Regions from separate parts of the Mus musculus genome. Here regions 2, 3 and 4 are each linked to region 1. A link is a contact called in public Hi-C, HiChIP or PLAC-seq and promoter capture Hi-C data. All regions are on one chromosome and are shown on one strand. The core of a region is the stretch at or near the end of the contact, and the rest is flanking DNA. Distances in the headings are between cores, read along the strand shown.

Evidence for each region. Promoter capture Hi-C pulls out the DNA fragments that hold promoters and counts their contacts. Hi-C and Micro-C count contacts between places; a contact is called where the count stands out from the background. HiChIP or PLAC-seq counts read pairs in DNA pulled down with a chosen protein or histone mark.
Region 2: a contact with region 1 is called in a Hi-C map of the N1E-115 cell line, with 10 times the contacts expected there. The contact joins the enhancer-like site here to the promoter of Brf2 in region 1. A contact is called at or near these places in 8 of 39 promoter capture datasets (the 3T3-L1 cell line, cranial neural crest, embryonic stem cells and 5 more), 11 of 484 Hi-C or Micro-C datasets (LSK cells, the N1E-115 cell line, adipose-derived mesenchymal stem cells and 8 more), 3 of 115 datasets of contacts at active chromatin or transcription factors (embryonic stem cells, forebrain and stem cell-derived neural progenitor cells) and 3 of 9 other capture datasets (adipose tissue, embryonic stem cells and liver).
Region 3: a contact with region 1 is called in an H3K27ac HiChIP or PLAC-seq map of acute myeloid leukemia, with 10 times the contacts expected there. The contact joins the enhancer-like site here to the promoter of Brf2 in region 1. A contact is called at or near these places in 5 of 39 promoter capture datasets (the 3T3-L1 cell line, cranial neural crest, hippocampal neurons and 2 more), 2 of 115 datasets of contacts at active chromatin or transcription factors (acute myeloid leukemia and stem cell-derived neural progenitor cells) and 1 of 9 other capture datasets (adipose tissue).
Region 4: a contact with region 1 is called in a promoter capture Hi-C map of liver, with 3 times the contacts expected there. The contact joins the enhancer-like site here to the promoter of Brf2 in region 1. A contact is called at or near these places in 5 of 39 promoter capture datasets (cranial neural crest, hippocampal neurons, liver and 1 more), 2 of 484 Hi-C or Micro-C datasets (adipose-derived mesenchymal stem cells and cerebellum), 2 of 115 datasets of contacts at active chromatin or transcription factors (acute myeloid leukemia and stem cell-derived neural progenitor cells) and 3 of 9 other capture datasets (adipose tissue, liver and macrophages).

What each region holds. Positions count from the first base shown.
Region 1 is chr8:27,126,751-27,130,262 of GRCm38.p6, reverse strand. It overlaps Brf2 (BRF2, RNA polymerase III transcription initiation factor 50kDa subunit), which reads left to right and starts at 1,631. Exons shown (of 4, transcript NM_025686.2): 1 at 1,631-1,842; 2 at 2,744-2,803. The coding sequence starts at 1,689.
Region 2 is chr8:26,182,927-26,186,438 of GRCm38.p6, reverse strand. No RefSeq gene overlaps it. Among named protein-coding and RNA genes, the nearest start is that of Thap1, 27 kb to the right of the region's middle. Within about 2 kb of position 1,513, at least 10 of the 459 cell types and tissues checked have an H3K27ac peak or open chromatin away from gene starts, as enhancers often do. A contact at or near this core is called in the N1E-115 cell line, where this site is marked.
Region 3 is chr8:26,261,439-26,264,950 of GRCm38.p6, reverse strand. No RefSeq gene overlaps it. Among named protein-coding and RNA genes, the nearest start is that of Gm31727, 3.7 kb to the left of the region's middle. Within about 2 kb of position 1,665, at least 5 of the 459 cell types and tissues checked have an H3K27ac peak or open chromatin away from gene starts, as enhancers often do. A contact at or near this core is called in acute myeloid leukemia, where this site is marked.
Region 4 is chr8:26,348,563-26,352,074 of GRCm38.p6, reverse strand. No RefSeq gene overlaps it. Among named protein-coding and RNA genes, the nearest start is that of Gm31843, 31 kb to the left of the region's middle. Within about 2 kb of position 1,769, at least 16 of the 459 cell types and tissues checked have an H3K27ac peak or open chromatin away from gene starts, as enhancers often do. A contact at or near this core is called in cerebellum and liver, where this site is marked.

The sequences.
Region 1 (3,512 bases), core at 382-2,881:
CCCTGAGGCATCTCTCCAGCCCCTTGCTTTTAACTCTTGATTTCCTGCCTTTACTTTCCAAGTGCTGGGGCAACAGGCGAGTTATATTAAAGTTCAATACAAGATTGTTTTCCCCTTTTCTCTCTTAAAAAAAAATTAAGAGAGGGTCTAGCTAGCCCTAGCTGGCCAGGCACTCACTCTGTACATCAAATTGCCCTTGGACTCAAAGAAACCTGCCTGCCTCTGCCTTCTGAGTGTCAGAATTAAAGGCACGTGCCACGTGGATAGCTCAAAGTTCAAGGTTTTAAACATGTCTGAGTCGGCCTGTAGCTTCCAGTTTGCCAAAAGTTGAAGGGGAGAGAGGAGGTGTGTGTGTGTGTGTGTGTGTGTGTATGTGTGTGTTTGAAGGCCAGATGTAGTAGCAAATGTCTTTAATCCTAGCACTCAGAAGGTAGAGAGAGGCAGATTTCTGTGAGTTTAAGACTATCCTGGTATATATAATGAGTTCCAAGACAGCCAGAGATATACAGTGACTCTTGTCTTAAAGTACAAAACAAAACAAAACACCCAAATCAAACCAACAATAAAATCCGACAATTTAAAATGCATTCTTACCAACTCCTAGCCTCCATCAATTCAGAAGATAGCATCTGAAACCCATGGAAAGGGTTTCCCCATATTCTGTAATGTTATTACCAGTGGTCCCTATCGTATGATATATGGCTCTCTTTGTTCTAAATCTAATGCAATCTTCATGTAACCACTTAACAGTTCTATGTGTTATTTGGAGAAACTTGTATCTATCTGTTCCTGGGCTCAAGTCCTCCTTTTTGGCTCTAGCATAAACTCTTGTACATCCTCTTTGAGGAGAGAACTATGGTTTTTCATGCTATTCTCTGAAGATATTTAAATCTACCACTCAAGATTTTAGTTCATCTTATTGTATTTATTTAGAGACATGTTCTTATTAAGTTGCTCTGACTGGACTGAACTCATTATGTACACCAGGCTTGGCTCAATCTCTACCTCCTAAATGCTAGGATTAAAGAAATATGTTGGAAAACAACAACAACAAGAGAGACTTTGAAAGAGAGACGGCAACTTAGTGTGGGGAGGTCCGTAGAGTACAACACAATTTACTGCTCTCTCACTGCAGAGTGATCTATTTTCTACTACGGTCAAACTTAACGTTCCTTACTACATAGAAAGGAAAAAACTGGTTCCACTTTTTTGAAGGGAGTTAAATCAGGCATGGTAATACAAGCCTGTAATCCCAGCATGTAGTAGGCAGAGGCAGGAGGATCAGTATTTTAGGTCAGCCTGGGCTACATAAGCATGATAGGCTAAAAAATAAATTATAAATTGGATAATATATTTTAAAAAATAGTGTTTTGCAGACAACAATTCCACATCTGTGGTTTGTGTCAACTCCCCACGTGGCCTAACCACAAAAACCCAGAGAGCCTGAGAAACAGTTAAATCCAGGAACCTCCCTTTCTAACTCAGGTTTCTACCCGAGTCCACAGAAGGGATCGGAAGTGGCGTACTGCCGAGGGGAGGAGCAAACTGCCAGCCGATTGGCCAGCTGGCCGGAGGAGGATGGTGCATCCGGAATAAGCGCCCCTCCACTTTATTGCCGCTGCCCAGTTACAAGTTCTCTGGGAGTTTGTGCCTGACGGCGGTACCGCAGCCCTGGACCGACCGACGAGATGCCGAACGGAAGCCGCTGCCCGGATTGCGGCTCCTCCGAGCTCGTGGAAGATTCGCATTATTCTCAGAGCCAGCTGGTGTGCTCCGACTGCGGCTGCGTGGTCACCGAAGGGGTCCTAACTACCACCTTTAGCGACGAGGGCAACTTCAGGGGTACTGGTCTTGAACCCGGGGATCGCCAGCCTTGGGCGGTGGAGTCCTTAAACCCAGCTCCCTCTTTCCAGCCTCCTCCCTTTCTTGGCCATGCGCACAGTTAAATGTGAGAGAATTGGGCTTAAGTAAACAGATGAGCTGGAGGAGGGTGCGATCCATCTGATTTCCCAGTACCTACAACGGTGTCTGGCATTGGGTGGGTATATTGGTTGGTGAATGAACGAAACGATAAAGGTTTCATTCGTCTTGTCAGACCTAGTCAGTGTTGAAGGAGTGCCGGTAAATTATTTGAAAATAACAACACGAACCATCATCTCCTAGCAGGTTTTAGCACTAATTGGCAACTTGCTCTCCTCTGCGTTCCACGCCATTGCTCTAGTACAGCGGTTCTCAACCGGTGGGTGGTGACCGCCGTGGTGTCCACAGAATCTTTCACAGGAGTCCCCTAAGACCATCCTGCATATAGGCGGTTTACATTATGATTCATAATGCAATTCATAATTCTCTTTTTTTTCTGTAGCTAATGCAATCTTCGTGTAACCATTACAAAATTACAGTTATGAAGTAGCAACGAAAATAATGTTAAGGTTGGGGGTCACCACAACGTGAGGAACTGTATTAAAGGGTGGCAGCATTAGGAAGGTTGAGAACCACTGCTCTAGCCCTTGGCTAATGCAGCCCTCAAAAGTGAATGTATCAGAGAAATTATTGGAAAATCAGAATTGCCAGTGCAGCTTTTAAAAATACAGTTCTGTCCTATTACTTTTACATAGATGGGTATCTTCTCTGAGGTAGAAGTAGATACACAGTCATTTGAAATCTCCCTGGCCTTATGCAGTCAGAGGGCAAGGAGGAGGTGAACGAAGGCCAGCTGGGTAATTTGTTGTTTGCTATTTTACAGAAGTGACATATTCTCGAAGCACTGGGGAAAACGAACAAGTTAGTCGCTGCCAGCAACGAGGTGAGAATCAAACTTTTTTCCCCCTTAAATTTCAGCTTTGCTTTTATTTATGTCACTGTTTAATGTTTTGATATTATGTGTATGGGTGTTCTTACTGCATGTATGTGTGTGTGTGCAGCATGTGCATGCCTGGTGCCCATGGAGTTAGAAGAGGGGGTTGGATCATCTGGAATTGCAGTTATAGATGGTCGTGAGCAGCCCTGTGGATGCTGGGAAGCAAACCCCAGGTCGTCTACAAGAGCAATAGTGCCTTTTAACTGCTGAGCCATCTCTCCAGCCCAGAGCATCAACCTTTTTTTTTCTTTTCTTTTCTTTTTTAAATATATTTTTTTATTACGTATTTTCCTCAATTACATTTCTAATGCTATCCCAAAAGTCCCCCATACCCTCCCCTCAACTCCCCTACCCACCCATTCCGGAGCATCAACCTTTTATGACACCGTGGCCTTAAAGACTTTTTTGTTTTGTTTTTGTTTTTCAAGACAGGGTTTCTCTGTGTAGCCCTGGCTGTCTTGGAACTCCCTCTGTAGACCAGGCCTGCCTTGAACTCAGAAATCCTCCTGCCTCTGCCTCCCAAGTGCTGAGATTAAAGGCGTGCGCCACCAACACCCGACTGAGATGGTTGTTTTGATGACCTAGTCTGTCTGTGTGTCCTTGTTTTCAGTGTTACTGGCGTCAGGCAGGCTGCGAGAGAACAGTTGTTAATGTG
Region 2 (3,512 bases), core at 264-2,763, 940 kb after region 1:
GGGTTAAGATTTATTTAATTATATGAGAACACTGTTGCTGTCATTAGACACACCAGAAGAGGGCACCGGATATCATTAGAGATGGTTGTGAGCCACCATGTGGTTGCTAGGAATTGAACTCAGGATCTCTGGGAGAGCAGTCAATGTTCTTAACTGCTGAGCCACCTTTAAAAAAAAGGGGGGGGGGGCTTATTGGGGTTGGAAATTATTGCAACAATTCAATTTTAAGTTTTACATCCTAATTGCCTTTTTAAAAGGAAAGGGGGAAAGTTGAGGACCCCGAACTGTACAGGAACTCCACAGGGAGATCAACAGAGTCGACTAACCTGAACCACCAACCAAAGAGCATACACAGGCTGGACCTAGGCCCTGCCACGCTTATGTAGCAGATGTGCAGCTTGGTCTTCATGTGGGCCCTGAACAGCTGAAGTGAGGCGATCCCCAAAGCTGTTGCCTATCTGTGGGATACATTCTCCTAACTGGGCTGCGTTGCCTGGCCTCAGTGGGAAAAGATGTGTGGAGCCCTGCAGAGACTTGATGTACCAGGGTGGGGAGATACCTGGGGTCGGGGCCTCCACCTTCTCAGGGAGAAGAAGATCAATAACTTTTCTGTTTTATTACAATGGCATCTTAAGAGCTGGAGAGATGGTTCAGCGGTTGAGAGCACTGACTGCTCTTTCAGAGGTCCTGAGTTCAATTCCCAGCAACCACATGGTGGCTCACAACCATCTGTAGTGGGGATCCAATGCCTTCTTCTGGTGTGTCTAAAGATAGTGACAGTGTACTCATATACACGAAATAAATAAATAAACCAAAAAAAATCATTTTAAAAAATCTTAATCTTAATACCACTAACCTCCTAGAATAGGCTACTTTGATCAGAAATCTGATGCCAAGCCACAACCAAACTACCCATATAAAAGGGGAATGTACCATAGTTTTGGAAAAGTCCACTCATGGACGAATACTAGCCTACTTCTTCCTGTTTATGCTCCAAATCCCCAGACAGTCATCTGAGAGGAGTTAAGATAAAATCCTACTGGAATTTCTCCATTTCCATTTTATCTGTATTTCATCCATGAAAAAGAAATGAGATTCTTTGCGCATTTATATATCAATGGGTAATATAATTAACACACATATAAAAATTACTATTGGCCAGGAAAACTTATAATGCTTTTTCCATTATTATTATCTGCTTGCATGCTCTTTTGGACTAACATTTTCATCTAGACCATTAAGACATGCAATCTTATCATCCTTCCAAAGAAACATGGACCCTGCCAAGGACTCAAGCTAGTGGACTGAAGTCACACATCGAAGGGACTGAGGAGTACGGAGAGTGTTCACCACCTAGCTGCCTAACACTCCGTAAAATACACTGCGAACTTCTTCGCAAAGAGCCACCGGTGCGGTTCTACTTTAGAAAGCGGAAGCAACCAAAGAGGACTCAGGGTTGGGAAGCAGTGCAGAGATAATGGCTTACTCGCTTGATGATGACGCTACTGTGACGTCAGAGGTGATGCTCCTCTTTCTCAAACCGTCGCTGCGACCGTAAGCCTTTAAAATTCGTACTGAGCATAGTAAGAGAAGGAGAGACTGGCAGAAACAAAAAAAAAATTCAACGAGCTCAATAAAGATATAATTATCTAAAAGGGAGTAGGAAGGGCATACCATTCATCTGGTTTCAAAACCATGGAATGTTCTATCAGAAACTTTCGCTGATCCAAAGGCAGCGGGGTCATATTGTCATCGGCTGAAGCCTTCCTAAAGGAAGGAAAGGAGGAAGGAAGGAAGGGACAGAAGGACAGACAGGCAGACGGAGGATGGATCTAAACTGAGGTGGAAACACAAAAAGGAAGCACATTCAACTCTATCAACAACTGTCACAACTGTCACACACACACAGGAGTGCAGGTTCCTTTAACCCTACAAGGCTAAGCATTTCCGTCCAGAAAGATGTTTCTTTGGGTCATTAATGGTCTGATTCACACTCCAGTCTCCTCGCTAATCACAGGGACTTGGGAAGCTGAGACTGTCTCGTGGTACTGTGCTGCCATCGTCTGGCATGTTGAAATGACCACGAGCTGGCGCCTGGCTGTTCCTTTTATTGTTGTTGCTATTCTGTTGCTGTTGTTTAACCATTATGCTCTTGTAGAGCATTGAATTATGAATTGCTATATCAGGAAATAGTATTCACGTTCTTTTCGTTGCTAATTATCTTTCTAAACTTTCATTTTTAAGAGGCCTGGTATTTCTTTTTTAATTTTTATTATTACACAAATAGTTCCGTTGTGGGATTTTTTCAAACAAAATTTGTTTTTGTTGTTCCTCTGACCCTGGCCTCGCCTTCTCCGCCCCTACCTCATGCCTACCACACTAGCCTTCTGTCTGTCCGCTCTCATGTCACGGTGTCGCCAACCCCTTTCTTGACACTCTGACTCCCCTGTCCTCATACCTAGTTCTGTAGCCTATTCCCACATTGAAAATTAGGGTCCACATATGAAAGAGGATGTGAGTCTGTCATCCCACACTCGAAATAATAGTTTCTAATAATTCAATGGTACTATATAGAAAGAAATATTTTCCCAAATTCATTCATTGTTCTCCAAATTTCGTGATTGTTTTCCTTCACAGCTGAGTAAAATTCCAGATAGAAGCCACGTTTTCAATTCTGTCTTCCTATTGGTGAGCATCCAAGCAGATTCCATTTCCCTGTCATTGTGAATAGAGCAGCAATAAATATAAATACACAACTGTCTCTGGGGTTCCAGGAGTGGTATAGATAGATCATATAGTTCTATGAATTTATTTTTTGAAGATGCTTCGTGCTGGTTTCCATCATGGCTGGACTTGGTTTATAGTCCGCCCAACTGTGATTAAAAGCCCCTCTTCCCTCACACCCTCTCCAGCATTTCTTGTCATTTGTTTGCTCAACAATAGTTGTTCTGACTGGGATGCATTGAACCTCAAAATGGTTTAAACTTGCGTTTCCGTGATGACTAAGGATGTTTAACATTTCTTAATATAGATAGGAATTTATTTTAAGAAAATAATCACATCACAATGCCATTATAGTTTCACATCCATCCTCATTATAAGATTGATTTTTTAAAGATTTCTGTTGTATAAGATTATATTTAATTGATTATATAGACTATGCACTGTTATTCAAGCATAATAACCCCCTCTTAGAACGGACTAGCTTTATAAGGTTAAATTAAAATAGCATTTACTTGTACTCATTATTTTTCAAAACATAATATTTGCATATCAATGTTTCTGATCTGCATATTTTCAAGGTATGAATATGCCACAAGTTTATACTACTTTGTAGCAATAAGGGTTCTTTTTAGTATCCCTTAAAACACTTGTTCTGTTCTTATAAATTATTCAGCATATATTTTTCATTTTTATTATCATCTGAAAAATGGCCATAACATCAGAACTAGGTTTTTTTTTTAAAAAAATCATTACTATTATCATAATCAGTAATTTAGGATTCAAATACC
Region 3 (3,512 bases), core at 416-2,915, 870 kb after region 1:
AGCAGAGAGGAGCTGCTTGCCTGAAGGTTCTTCTGCGCTCACTGGTATGAGGGCTGGTAGAGAAGCTGGTAGCTTCAGGGCTGGGAAAACCACAAAGCAAGGGAACAACACTAATTGGCTACTTTATCCCAGCCTTAGTAAGGATTAAGGCTCAAGCAGCTAAAGAATAAGTTGAATGGGAGATTCTGGGCATTTCTTTTCCCGATCTGTTCATTGCACTAAGAAAGGGAAAACACCACATACCAGGATGTTAACTTAGAACTTCAATTAATCCACCAATCGCCAGACATCAAATAGAACGAGATCATTGTATCTTCTGTAGATTTATCTAATTTTAAACTCTCCTCAAAACATCCACCCCATCTGATCATTCCTGACTTTTCCATCAACATTTTGGTCCCTACATAGCTAAACTTGCTTCAATGCATCCCCTATGGACTGAGCATGTTGAGAAAACCAACCTAAGACACAATCTTCACCCTGGAGTTAACGGTGTAACTGGAGACAATGGGCTAATTGATACATTGAGTCACTTACACAATCACCCACCCATTCAACAAATATTTATTAATCTGCAGCTATTTTGGATGCTTTGCTGGGCTAAAGGTTGTGTTCCTACTCTAGGTTGATAATAGTAACATTGTATGAGCTTCCAAGTTAGGACTTTGATAACACAGCTACTGAGGAGATCACAGAATATACCAAAAAGTGCAATGAAATCATGAGATCTATTCCAGCCTTCCATATTCAAAGGTAACGTAGGGTTATTTTATTTCTTTACTTACTAGCCTATTTTGACACAAGGTCTCACTATGTTATCCACACCCGTCTGAAGAGCCCTGTGTATACCCAATAAAGACTCCAAGTTCACTATCCTCCTGCCTCAGCCTCCGGAGTACTGGGATTCCTGCTATGTGCCACCACTTTACGGTTAAAAGCAGAGTATTATGCCGCCTCCCATTCGCCATACTGCTTCTTTTAAGATCTCATTGCCATGGTGGTTAGTTATTGCCAACTTGACACAACTTAGAATCTCTTAGAAAGGAGGACCCTACAGTGAAGGTCACATTAGCCTATGGGCATGTCTGGGCGAAATTACCTTGATTGATGTGCAAGGGCCCAGCAAAACCATCCACAGGCAGCCGAGCCTGGAATAGGTAAGGGAGCTAACTGAGCATGCGCTGATCAGTCATCCAGTAAGCCGTACTTCTCCATGGTTTCTGCATCACTTCCTGCCCTGACTTCCCCAATGACAGATTGTGAACTGGAAGCGTAAGCGGAAATAAACCCTTTCTACCGTGAGTTGCTTTTGGTCGTGGTAGTTTAAGCAACAAAAAACAAACCAGAGAAACCACTCTTGTTGAATCTGTCAGACTTCAAGAGAGAATAGAGTGCTAGCTAGACTTTACTTCATTCTCTAACTAATTAAAATCTGTTTGCGTGTATCCTCGCCCCTCGTATTAGTTACTTCTCTAAGGCTGTGATTTAGCACACTGGTCACGGCAGCTTACACAAGGACAGCTTCTTTGTCCACGTGGTTCTAGGGAAATGGAAGCCACCACCATCACGGTGGGGAATCATGGCAGCAGGCGGGTGTGGTAGCTGGAATAGAAAGAAGGTCATATCTTAAACCACAAAGCAGGAAGCAGAAAGAGAGAACTGGAAACTGTAGTGGCTTTCAGACTTCAAAGCCCCACCCCCGTGACGCTATTCTTCCTTCCAGGCCACGCCTCCTGGACCTACTCAAACAGGGCCACCAACTAAGGCTGAAGTACTCAAACTCAGGGGAACATCCTCACTCAAACTACCACATTCACCTCATCTTTCTTGACTTCCTTACCCTGAGCACCACCAGTTACCTCAATATCCTCAGGAATCTTCCAGAACTCCTCCTACTTAGCCAACCAACCATTGTCCTGGCTCCTTTGCTGATATTAATTCTTTATATGTCCCTTAAATACTGTATTTTCAATCTATGTTTCTTCAGTCTGTCTGCATGGTGAAACCTTCTAATGACCTAGCGTTTAAAACACACTCCGATCAACTTTGCATTTTCAAGCCTTGGTCCTGCCTACCTGGCACCCGGGCATCTCAACCTGCTCTAAGCTTAAATCGGCAGTGTTCTACCGTGGCCCGCCACTCATTCCGTATGCCTTATCTTGGTGAGTTATGTAATCAGCTGAAACTTAGGCAGGACCACGTGTTTCTGCTTTCCTCATCCTGACACCTAATCAATCAGTGAACCCTGCCAGCTGTTTCTTGACTATTTGACACATCTGCCCTCCCTTCGCCATCCCTTCCTTACCACCTTAGTTCAGAAGTTACCATCTTTTATTTAGACAAGAGCAGTTAAATTACCATCTGATTTCCTTGCCTATAATATCTCTGGCATCATAGCCTTTAGTCTATCGTTATCTGATACTCCACAGTCAGGATTGCCTTCATAAAGTATAAATCTGACTCAAAGCAAAAACACATATTAATCTTCTGTGGCTAGATAGGGCTTTCGGTGTCCATGATAGTGTGGGACTTCAGTGAAGAGTGAGAAAAGAGACAGCAAGTGACAGTTTGCATCTAGAATGTCTCCAATGGTCATGGATTTTTTTCTTCCCCAGCTTGGCACTATAGGAAAATCAGCTCTAGGAGGTAGGCCTGTTGTGAGCTCTTGGGGTGACTGGTGACAGGTCCATGAAGGGAATTTGTGGGACCCAGGTCTCTTCCTCTCTGTCTACTGTCATTTACTCTGATGTCTGCCTCTCTCTCTCTCTCTCTCTCTCTCTCTCTCTCTCTTCCACCTACTGGTGAAAGAACTTAGTGAGGAAACCCCCACTCAACTCCCAATTCGGCATGCACCCACGAATCACGAACAGAACACAACACCTTGATGTAACAACACGAAGTATTTTAATGGGTAGCTCCGGGTTGAAACGTATCTCACACAAGAGACAATGGATTCAACCACAAGGCTTGGAAGCTAGGGTTTTTTATAGAAAAGGAGTGGGGCTGGGGGAGGAATTGGCGCGGTTTCACATGATTGGTCCATTTAAACATCAGCAGCCTGTAACATTTAACTTAGGTCAGAGGGGTGGGAGATAGGGAGGCGATGGGCCTGCCCGGGCATGTCCTGGTCTGTTCTGCTATGTTCTCAGCCCCAGGTTTCAAAGCTCACAACAACTCTTTGGGCTATTTGACATACATTACATGAATCACAGGTCTCAAGTTTTATTTCTTTTTACTGGGACTAATGGAATATGCTACCATAGTCATCCCTTTACTTGTGGGTTATTGTCATCGTCGTCGTCGTTGTCATCGTCATCATCATCATCGTTTTATGTGTATGGGTGTTTTCCCTACATGTATGCATGTGCACCATGTGCATGCCTGGTGCCTGAGATGATCAGAGGAAGGCATCCCATCCCCTGGCTTTGGTGAACCCTTTTTCTGATATAGCTTCCTCCCGTGATGTACCACAACAGGCCCAAAGCAACAAAGGCAAGTAGCCTAGGCTAGAC
Region 4 (3,512 bases), core at 520-3,019, 780 kb after region 1:
CGGGAAGGAGAGCTCTCTCCCTCTGCAACTATATCATACCTTTTACAAAAAGTCACTTTGAGGTCACTGGGTTTTTTTTGTCCAGTATTTCAATACATTAAATGCAATTACTTCATTGTTGATTTACCTGTCATTACAGGCATGTGTTTGAACATGATTTATTGAGTGAGTTTTGTGCCAGTTGACTTGCGATAGATTGCACAATATTCAAAGGGGCTCATTTGCTTGGCGTTACATTAGAGGCACGATGATTGCAACACAAAGCAATGTAAATGAATTCTGAGAGGCTCCATCATTCATGTTGTCATGTACTGAATCCTATTATTATTTATTACCATAATTGTACTGTGTTTCCTGGGGCGATAAATTAGGAATGATGGGCCCCGCTGACAGTCAAGGGCTGGACTCGCTCTATATAATTTAATAGGGATACTGTAGGGTCTGTGTGTTTGGAGGAGATTTGGGTAATGGTTAAAAAAAGAAAAAAAAAAAGAAATGATTTTTTTTTTTTTACAAAAAGTATAAAAGCTTTCCAAGTTTATTTTTCCCCCTTCCTCTTTCTTTAATGCCTTGGCTACGTTTAAAGTCCCAATAAAAGCTAAAGTAAAAGAAACGTTCTGTCTTCTAGCATGAGATGTTTAAAACTCACTACCTCCAGACACAGTCCAATCCCCGTGGGGTTCTGACAGGTGGTATTAACCCTTGCACCAACAGGGCATCCTGGGGCATGAAGAATCTAGAATTGCCAGGACTTCAATGGCCAGGATGAGGGAGATCACATTAACCTTGCACAAAATTGACTCTAACAGAGCTCCGGGCACTTCATCTTATCTGGTAGGGTGGTGTTTCTGTAGAAGTCAAACCATGCTGGTCAGAACATCAGAGTTGGTACAAAATTGCTGAAGAGGATGGAAGAGGGTTGGGGGAGCCTTGGGAGAGCCTTAGCAGAGCGTGTCACGAAAAACGAGCAGTAGGGGAGACCTGAGAGGACACCCACCTCAAGCCTGTTGAACCTTTGGTGAGGAAACTGCCAAATAGAGAGGATAGACAGCCAACAGACAAACAGCTGCTAGAAATGCCCTGTCTTGCCCAGTTACAGTTTAGATACAAAATGCCCCCCCCCCCGGGGAGCACATCTGATGGACACTTGACCCCTAGCAACTGGTGGTATTTTGAGATGTTCTAGACACTTTAGGAAATGAGCCCTAGCTACAGGAAGTAGGTCATGGGGTCAGATCCTTAGGGCTTCCACCCAGTCCCTTCCTGTGACGAAGAGGTCCCTCTGCTGCATTCTCCTACCACTGCGATATTCCGCCAAAGCACATAAGACCACATAACTGTGAGCCAGAAAGCTCCCCCTTCTTCCCCTCTGGTGAGTTGTTCTCATGGGTTTTTTGGTCACAGCTACATAAAAGCAACTTAACTACCCCTGAGGATGTTAATACTACATTCTACTGGCCTTCTGGGTCAACCAATGTTCGGGGAGTTCTGAGAAATATTACATGATAAACCCAGATATTACCACAGGGAGCAGGGAAGGAAAAAGCCAAAACTGTCTTAACGGTCAGCATGGATCCACCTAGAAAGGTCTATGACTATCAAGAGGCGAGGGGGTAAGCTGATGGTCAGATAGTATTAGTCGGGAAAGTCTTAAAATATCCATATAATGTACAACCGGACAATCAATTTTATTCAAGGAAATAATCAATCTGCCTTTGAACCCTGGGTCAGAGGTCAGGGGTTCATAATCCTACCGAAAGAGACTTTTGACAGTGCATACAAGAGCCTCTCATCACCCTGTATTCTTACCTGCTGCCATCTTCTCAGGGGCTCAGGAGTATAGAGGTAGAAGTAAGGGGGATGTAAGGAACTGGGATGAAATTGAAAGCAGGGGGTTACAGTTATATATGTAATTTCCTCAGTGGAGACAGCATCGAAGCCATTTTGCTGATTGCTCAAGAGCTTAACAGAAAGAGTCCACCCTGCTTGTCTGAGTTCAGCTGGCTTCTACGTAGCGCTGAATGGCTTTGTTCAGATTGATTCTGGCAGTGCCAAAAAAAAAAATCAATACATTGCTGCCTACTAGGGCTGACTTGGCTGTTTAAACAGGAGAACTTAGACCAGTTTAGAAAAACCAGATCAGATCCTCTGGGTGTGACCCCCTTTTCTCCTGTGTAGCTGCTGGAATGATAAAAAAAAAAAAAATTCCACCCCAAATACATTTCATGGAAGCCTCCTATGGCCCTGGCCTGTAATAATGGACTACACCCATTAAGCTGCTTGTTAGGCCCCTGGTAATTTCTCCATATTTGGCCAACAACCCAAGCGGTAGCCTGTGCTTTTCATGGCCTGTGAGGGGCTGTAGTCTTGGTGTTTCAGTGTCCCATCGCAGGTGACAGTCTTCTGCATTATGACCTTAAAGAGCCCTCCAAAGGGCCCTGCAGCTAGCCTTACCAGGCACCATAGAAGTGGCAGTCACTAAAAAAGGAAAAAAAAAAAAAAAGCCTGCCTCACCTCCCAACACAGGGTGCTAGGTTTGTAGGTGAACCCCGTATACAGTAGGCTTCGCCTTTTCCTTCGGGCTGCCCAGGGTCTCTGAGATGCCTCCGGCAAAAGGGAAGTGCCACACGGTTCCACCATCTGTTGATCTCTGGGTCCAAGCCCTTCATGGAGAGAGGTGGGTGAAACTGAGTGAGCCGTTAGCAGAAGGTTTTAAATTTGGAATTTAGCCTCTAATCCGTGCTCTTCTAAAGACCTTGGCTTGCAGCCTAAGTGGATGCTGTCTCCCTCCATCCAATATTTGCTCTTGCTGCTATCCTAATTTCTGTAGAAATTAACCAAGTGCTTTCGTCTATTTATATCGCAATTGCGGCCAGATTGGTCCATTAGAGTACAATCACCACCAAAACTGGCCCTCTGCATTGTTAGGGTAAAAGCCCTGATTTATAAAATAATAATGGGAATTGCAATCCTGACAGTAAGTAACACAGGAAAATACTGTGCCCGATTCTGAGATTATGCGCAAGGAATAGATTCAGGCTAATAGAATTAAGTCCAGGAGGCCTGGGGCAAGGTCGGGACACTCAGAAATTACTTGCTTTGTCTTTGAGCCACTGGACAATTTACCAGCCCAAGATTCACCAAGGTACAAAAGATGATGATAAAAGACATACTGATTTGGGGTACCGATCCCTAAGACAATTATGGAAGCTTGGAAAATACTGGCTGATACCCACATGCATTAGCCAGTGGTCTGAGCCCATCATGGTAAGAGTTATTTATGTATCAGTCTAGGGCAGCAACTTTCAACCCCTTTGGCAAGCCTGTCTTTCTAAATATTTACATTATAACTCATGATGGTAGCAAAGTCATAGTTACAAAGTAGCAAAGACAATCATTTTACGGTTAGGGGTCACCACAACCTGAGGAACTGTGTTCGAGGGCTGCAGGACTAAAAAGGTTGAGAACCACTGATTTAGGGTCAATATACTCCAAACTGAACCCTTAAATAT